Regions from separate parts of the Mus musculus genome. Here region 1 is linked to region 2. A link is a contact called in public promoter capture Hi-C data. All regions are on one chromosome and are shown on one strand. The core of a region is the stretch at or near the end of the contact, and the rest is flanking DNA. Distances in the headings are between cores, read along the strand shown. Region 1 holds the start of Timp1 (tissue inhibitor of metalloproteinase 1). Region 2 holds the start of Usp11 (ubiquitin specific peptidase 11).

The links. Promoter capture Hi-C pulls out the DNA fragments that hold promoters and counts their contacts.
Region 1: a contact with region 2 is called in a promoter capture Hi-C map of embryonic stem cells. The contact joins the promoter of Timp1 here to the promoter of Usp11 in region 2. A contact is called at or near these places in 8 of 39 promoter capture datasets (cranial neural crest, embryonic stem cells, hippocampal neurons and 3 more), 1 of 484 Hi-C or Micro-C datasets (uterus), 2 of 115 datasets of contacts at active chromatin or transcription factors (cardiomyocytes and pancreatic cancer cells) and 3 of 9 other capture datasets (adipose tissue, liver and pancreatic islet).

Annotation. Positions count from the first base shown.
Region 1 is chrX:20,867,648-20,871,941 of GRCm38.p6, reverse strand. It overlaps Timp1 (tissue inhibitor of metalloproteinase 1), which reads right to left and starts at 1,776. Exons shown (of 6, transcript NM_011593.2): 1 at 1,618-1,776; 2 at 780-908. The coding sequence starts at 903. All of the region lies in intron 5 of Syn1 (synapsin I), which reads left to right.
Region 2 is chrX:20,702,216-20,706,177 of GRCm38.p6, reverse strand. Usp11 (ubiquitin specific peptidase 11) reads right to left here and starts at 2,269. Exons shown (of 21, transcript NM_145628.4): 1 at 2,059-2,269. The coding sequence starts at 2,210.

The DNA of each region.
Region 1 (4,294 bases), core at 527-3,026, 170 kb before region 2:
GGATCAGGGGTTCAAGGCCAGCCTGGGTTATATAGTGAGACCTAGTCTCAAAAACAAAAAGTAAGCTGATAGGCTAGAGAGATGACTTAATGGTTAAGAGCACTTGCTGCTCTTTGAGGTCCCAAGTTTAGTTCCCAGAATCCACATAGGGTAGCTCACAACCATTCATAACTCCAGCTCCAGGGGATTTGATGCCTTGAGGACCCACAGGCACCTACACACCACACATGGAATACACACAAACATACACATAAATAAAAATAATCTTTTTAATGGATTTAGCCTGAATCCTCTTGCCTTTGATATTTCTTCTCAATGGTTTCCCATTCACCAACTCCCAAACTGTTCCTTGGCCATTGAGTTCCATTTGCCCATGTAATGTTGAGAGTTAATCTATCTCCCCCCACCACCCCCATCTCTTGGCAAATTCTAATTGTCATGGTCCTGAATGAAGTCTGCCTGCCTGTGTCCTAAGAAGTGCCATTAACAGCATATGTAACAAAGGTTCAGGAGTACTATGTGGCTGGCATTAAATTTAAAATTAAATAAAAGTAGGCAAGCACCTCAGTAAGATGACTTTTAAGGCAGCCACCCATGTAGATAACTACAGAAAAGCATGTACATAGTACTGGGAGCAGCCAGCACAAAGGTAGGCTTAGGCCCAAGGATGTCAGTGTGGCAAAAGCAGATGTATGGAAGGGTAAGTAGAACTGTCCTAGAGACAACTGCCATAATGAACCCTATTGGATTAAGAGGGACAGAAAGGGGGCCAGACTCACCCAGGTCCGAGTTGCAGAAGGCTGTCTGTGGGTGGGGTGGGGCACAGCTACAGGCCTTACTGGAAGCTATCAGTGATAGCAACAAGAGGATGCCAGATGCCAGAGATGCAAAGGGGGCCATCATGGTATCTGCTGGTAAAGAGTAGGTGTTAATAGGTTCCCAGACCAACGGCTTACATGGCCATTGGTCCTAGGGAGATTTGGGACCTCTTTAGGTTAGAGAATGGAGTTGTGGCAGTTGGTGAATAAGGGAGCGGAGAACGTTGAGAATTTAACAGAATTGGGAAAATCTGACATTTGTGTAGTGATGAATTTGGAGTTTGGGAAACTGGAGAAATATAATGAGGAATTAGGGCTATTAAAATATAATGGGCTGAGGATTTCAGAGATATTGGGGGGTTAGAACAGGTTTGGGGTTTTAGGGAGCTGGAGAAAATGGGGGTTAAGGGTCTTGGGGAATTTGGAGGTTTACGACAATGGTAATGCTTGAGGAATTTGTAGGCAGAAGAACTGTTGAAGTTCCATGAACCAGACATGGCAAAGAGAACAGGGGAGTTACCAGGAACCATAAGGATTGAGGGACAGGCAAGTTGGGAAGTCTTCAAGGTATTAAAGGCTTGTGGGTTTGGAGCACTTAGCAAAGGCATGAAGGAGTCTGGAGAGTCCAGCTTGGGACGATCATTCCAGGCCCTCTCCCGTTATATTCCTCTTTAGCTAACTAGGGATCCTGATACCTGCAAGCCACGTGAGCAGTTAGTCTGGCAAGGGCTGCATGAGCCGCACCAACACAGGCTCCAGGCAAGCCCCAGTTCTGCCAGGACACCCGGCTCCCACTTACCTCTGGTGTGTCTCTAGGAGCCCCGATCTGCGATGATGGCGGCAGGGGCTGCACAGTGGAGAATAAATGTCCATGCGAAGGGCGGAGTTGGCGGGGAAATCACTGCCTCCAGGCTTCCTGGACGCATTACTCATCCACCCACCGCTGGAGTCAAAGCCTAGGGGCGGGCCCCAGGATAAACCCAAAGATACTCCCTCCTCTGCCAGCCAGCCCACTGCGCCCCCTTCCCCCAGCTCCACGTCATGCACAGTCCTTCCTGGCGGCCTTGAAGGGCAGAAGAGAGAGCGCCTAAAGCTTTGTGCCTCTCAGGTTTCCCATATTCCCCAAACTTCCTGTGGCTGAAGCCAATAACTTCTTTCTCACGCCTTTCATCTACTATGTAACAATCTCACAAGAAAGGCATTCCTGTGGATCTGAAATTCTGGTGAGGGGTGTCAGAGGGTGACAAACTAGAAAAGCAGTTGAGGGACATGACATGGGAGAAGAGGCACAAATACATAGTGGGGAAATTGATACACTGGATAAGTCTATGACTTATCCAAGATAGCAGTTGAGTCTGGCAGAACTGGGAGGGAACCGAGGCTGCTTGCAGACAGAGCCTAGGTACCCCAAACCTTGCTGTGGCTGCACACACCGGTGAGGCTATTTGAAGATATCATCAGCTACAAGAGACCCTGTCTTAAACAGAAACAAGACCAAACAGGCAAATAACTGAAGTAAAGATCTTTGTTAGTGTCACAGGACAAAACAGGGATTTAAACCTAGGCTTCCTGACCCTGGAGTCCTAACTCAGGCAGGACACAATCTTGACAAGCAGGGAATGGTGTGGTGAGCATGGGTGGTGGTGGTGGTGGTGACTGATGGTAAAAGAAGTTAGTGAGTCAGTAGAAAAACCATCCCTACTCCATCCTGCCCTGCCCCTTCCCCCACCAACCAGCCCACACCCCTTGTGGGGATGGGATGAGGCAACTGCTGCCCACCAGCTTCCTGATGATGCAGGAGTATTCCCTGGGGTCCTGTGGAAGGGTTCTATGGACTGATTAGCATCTTCAATTAATATAGGGAGGAAAGACCAATAATAATGACAATGGTTGTAATCGCAGCAGGCAAGCTGATCCAGAGAATTAGAGGGTACATAGTCTATACAGTGAGTTCCAGGACAGCCAGCGATACATAGTGAGAACCTGTGACAGAGATAGAGAGAGAGACAGAGAGAATATGGTAGTGGTGATCACAGCTACTTACTGAATGCTTACTGTACATCATTACTAAGGTTATTATGTAAATTTACTTTAGCTAATTCAATTTTATTAACTTAGGTAAATTGGTTCAGAAACCACAGGACACAAAAACCTCCTGCCAGCACTCAACAGGGTACTATGTACAATACACTGTTTTAAAAGGTTTTTTTTTACACTGTGTGTGTGTGTGTGTGTGTGTGTGTGTGTGTGTGTGTGTGTGTGTGTGTGTGTGTGTGTGTTTGTGCCATGACATGCTTGCATTGCTTAAAGGACAACTTGCAGGGGCCAATCCTCTCCTTCCCTGTGGGTTCTAGGGCTCAAACTCAGGTTATCAGGCATGGAGGCAGCAAGCACCTTTATCTGATGGGCCATATTGCCAGCTCAGAAATTTTGTTTGTTTGTTTGCCATTGTCCTCCTTGTTCCTTAATGTTATTTAATGAAGAGGTATTAAATCAATAACAACAATAATAGTAACCAACTCTTTGAAGATTCAGGTTTACTATATGTGTATACTAAGATTTTCTTTTCTCTGAAATAATTGACTTATTCTTCCCAACATATCTGTGAGGTATGATTCATATTTTTACTATTTAGTAAGAAAACAGAGACAGAAAGGAATCAAATGGCCTGTCCAGGAAAGATGGTGAAGAAATTACTGTGGTGGTGGGAGGAGGTACAGAGAAAAGGAGAAAGGGAAGGAGACCAAAATTTTCAACCATCTGATTGTGAAAGTGAGGAGAAAGTGAGACAGGGGGCTGAGTAACTAGGCGGCAGGACTGAGGAGACGTAAAGACAGGGAAAGTCCTGTCTCGCCTCTTCTATGAGCCAGCTTCTGACGACAGCTCTTTAACTATGAAACCTGAGTCAGCACAGTTTTGCCAGCTGTTTACATTAAGGATTCAGATTATTGTACAGGTTTGAAATGGAGTGGGGTGGACATTACAGAGGGATGTTTAGCCTGTGACTATCTGCTAAACTGGATAGGTGTGAGGTTCCCATAGTGATCTGCTGTCATGTGTAAATACCTGATGATACCCAGAGTATTAAGTGCGAGAGCTTGATTATTTCCCTCTGGAAACTGAGGCCCAGTAAGACAGTACCTACCTGGGATTTTTTAATGGCCTTGGGAAGAATAAAGGCCAAGATAGCAGGCTAAAGCTCCCCAGGAAGTCCCAAGGCCCCTGTATGCACATATGGCAGGCACACACTTAGATGCACCCACAGTGTTCAAGCTCATGAACAGAGGAAGCAAAGTAAGTTTGGGAAAATGATCCACAATGCTCAGCAGATGGGAATAGATATTCTTGTATATGAACAGCTCTGTCATGTATCTGTGCCGCAAGGGGTGGCTTATGTCCCTTGCAAGGCATGCTCCATGTCCCTTCCTGAGAGCCAGGTGTGTGCCTGAGTGTGTTGCTTCTGAGAGTGGAAGGTT
Region 2 (3,962 bases), core at 1,020-3,519:
TGTGAAAAGAGCCCTTTAATTCAAAATTTAGGATAACAGTTTCCTATGAAGATGGAGGGGAAAAGCATACGAGTTTTAAGGTAATGTTCTGAATCTTCACATGAGTGATTAATCCACATATAAAATTTACTAAATTTTCTTTGAAGTAAACTCACTGAAAATGGGTTTTTAAAAAGCCAGGCATGGTGGAGTATGCCTGTAATCTCAGCCAGATTTCTAAGTTTAAAGCCAGCCTGATATAGTTACTTCCCTGACAGCCAGGACCACATAATAGAGACCCTGCCTCTAAAAAGAGAGGGCAGAATAATATAAAGACTTCTCTGTATGCCCTTAGAGTCCCCAAATCTAACACACCTTATCCATTTGTTCTATTCTTTTTTTCCCCATATCATCTTTGGGGTATTTTCATTTATCTTAAACTAGACAAAAAAAAGTGTGCATTGATAGTATACAGCATGTTTTGATATATACATTGTAAAACACTAAATCAAACTAGTTAACAAACCAATTATGTCACACAGTTTGTTTGGGTAAGAACATGTAAAATCTATTAAGCAATTTTCATGTATAGAATAGAGTGTTATTAGCTATAATCACCATTTTGTACAAGGGAGCTCTTGAATTTGTTCCCTTTTGTCTAACTAAATTTTACATCCTATGACCAATATTTCCATAATCTTCTCCCTCCCATGTGCATTTTTAATATAATTATTTGGTAAGTTGTTTACACGATGGCTCCTTATCTATGAAATTTCAGTATGTATTTTTTCACCAAAGGATATTCTTTCATAACCACATTACAATTATCACAAGAAATTATCAGTACCAGTATTTTATCTACTGGCCTTTGTCAAATTTCACCGATTTTTTTTCCAATAAAATTTACAGTGAAAGAGAAATAAATTATGAGAAAGAACCCTCATTTTTAAAAATAATTTATTTTTCCTGTGCTAGATCCAAATGAGGATCACGTGTTGCATAGACTTGTTAAACTGCATTAATTCCTTCAATCTGGAACAGTTCTTCAGCGTATGCCTTTCATGACCTTGCCATTTTTGAAGCATACAAACCATTTCTTTCAGCAGGATGTCCATTTATGTAAAACGTTTTATACTATAATCTTTGTAGGTCTTACGATTTTCACAATTAAAAATGAGCAGCAACTCAAGAGAGAAATAGGAACCCGGGGAGCAGTAAATTTTAAGAGGCATTGATTAGCATTTAAAAAAAAATGGTCTAACAAGACAATTTGTTAAAAGCTGTGGATCCCTTTTAAATAGCCATTTCTGATTACAAAAATATTATCACGTGGAAAAAAAAACTCCCCAAATAATCTTTTGTAAACCACCTGCACTTTCTCCTGTTCTAGGAAGGAGACCTTAACTAGAGGGGTATTAAAAAAATAACAAAAACAACAAAAAAAAATACCGCGTCACAATCTTTGCTCTTTTGCAGGCGCCATTTTCTGCCCCAGGCACTGCCCCTCCTCCACAGTTTGCCCCTCCCCAGCCCTTCGCCTTGTTCCCAGGAGCCAGGCACCCTCCCCATACCACACTATTCCGCCCCTCGGCCCACAGCTATAGGCTATGGAGTTGCTCTTCAGCGGACGCCACCAAGCTCGTCGGGTTCACAGGCGCTTCGAGTACTTGTAGGCCGTTCCTTGCAACCGACGCAACGTTTTGTAACACACGCCACGCCCCCGCGTTAAGTACGGAGCCAGCCTCCTTTCCAGGCTCCAGGTTCCAAGACGCAGTCCCCTCTCACCCCCTCCCCAAACGATGCAGTCCCCTGACTCCCACGGCCATCCCCTTCACGCCCCACCCCTATCACAAACCCCATTTTGTCCTTAGGCGGCTGACTGCCCCACTCGGGCCCCGCCTTTTCCCCCAAACGTTGAGATTCATTCACTTAGCACTTCCACGCCCCCTCTCTCCCGCCGGCCCAAGCCCCTTCCCAGCCTCGCACCGCTTCATCCTCAGAATTTGATTTCTAAGTACCCCGCGATACTAACGCCCCCAAGGTCCCCTTGGCCAAGGCTTCATTGAAGCCCAGCCTCACCAGCTTTCGCCAGCTCGCAGTGGACGCTCTCGCCCATTCCCGATTTGGCGCCACTGTTCATCCAGGTCTGGCATTGCCTCGGGCTGTGTGTCTCGGTCCTCAGCAGAGGCCGGGACGGCAGCTGCAGCTGGGTCCGCTGCGACCGCCGCCATCACCGTCTGTCCTCCTCCAACTGCCGACGCAACTGAAGATAGGAAGACGACCCTCAACTGGCACTTCCGGATTCTGTCCCGGAAACGGAAGCAGAGCCCCCCAACAATCAGGGGGCTACTGCCATCTTGGAAACGTCACCATTTGGCGGAAATTGGGTGGTGGTCTGTGGTCTCTGCAACCAATACCAGGGGTTAACTCTCTTGTTTGGAACTAAGACATTAGTGCCTTGTGGAATTCTCTAACACCAGGTGAAATGGTCCTTTGGTGGAGGCCAGAGGTTTCCAAAATGAGCAAATATGTGTTTAGGGCCTCACAAAGGATGCTTAGGGCAAATAGTTGCCCCTTTAACTGCAAACCCATACTATGAAAGCGGCATTTTTGTTAGCCTAACGTGAATTACCTTTCTCATCCATCAAAACCAAATGTATGGGCTAGAGATATGGCTCAGAGGTTAAGGGCACTCATTGCTCCTGCAGAAGAAAGAGTTCAATTCCCAGAACCCACATGGTGGCTCACAACCATCCATAACACAGGTTCCTGAGGATCAGCGGAAATGGACAAGGTACACATATATGAATACAGGGAAAACATTTATATACATGAAATAAAAGGTTTTTTTCTCAAATAGTTTATCATCTCCTGAGAGCCTGAACTAGGGTGTGGCTCTCTGTGTGATTGTCTGTGTGTCATCTGTCTTTTCTATCTTTGAGACAGGGACTTTGCTAAATTGCCCCAGAATTTCCTCCAACTCTATGAAGCCCAGGCTGGCAATTGATTTGCCTTGATCCTCCTTCCTCAGCTTCCAAAGTGATGGAATACAGGCATGCACTTCAACATTCAGCTTCCTGAACTAGAGTTACCAGACAAATCTGTGTGTTTGTTGGAAGCATAACAAATACTGAGTCTGTCCAGTTTAAGTGACTTGCTGGACTTAAATAGTAGCCTTGGGTAGCAGATAACTGTATTGTTTTTGGCCCATGAGTAACAATGTGGGAAACTGAGAGCCAGAAATGTGAAATCATTTGTCCTCAGCTAGGATGTGCCATAGCACGGCAGACCTAGTTCCAGAGCTGTGTCCTTAAACACCAGGCAGATCCTCAAACTGTGGTCACATGCTATCAGCTCAGGAAACCCTCTCAGGAGGTTTCACAAAATCAAGACTTTCTGCAGTATCTTCACTCTCATTTTCATGCATATATAGTGGAATTATTCAGAGGGTATCTTGGGATAACCAATTCATTGAGTGTCCCCAATCTTTAATATAAAGGAAATCTGATGACAAACATGTATGTGAAAACCATTGAACCGGCCAGGGTTTCTTTTGGTGTTTTTTTGAAAGAGTCTCAATTCTGAACATGAAGCTCAGATTGGCCTTGAACTTATGATGATCCCCCTGCCTTAGCCTCCCAAATGCTAGGAGTACAGGATACAGGTGTACCAGGCTCTATGTCAGACTTCAGCACTACTGCAATTTTTTCTTGTGAGAAGTAGCACTTTAGCTGGGCATGGTGGCTCACGCCTTTAATCCCAGCACTCAGGAGGCAGAGGCAGGCGGATTTCTGAGTTCGAGGCCAGCCTGGTCTACAGAGTGAGTTCCAGGACAGAGAAACCCTGTCTCAAAAAAAAAAAAAAAAGAAAAGAAAAAAAGTAGCACGTTAGGGTATTAAGCTGTTCCCTGATCTCTACTTCTAGAAAATGGTGGCAACCATCACAACAAAGGCTGTGTATCACCAGACATAATCAGACATCCT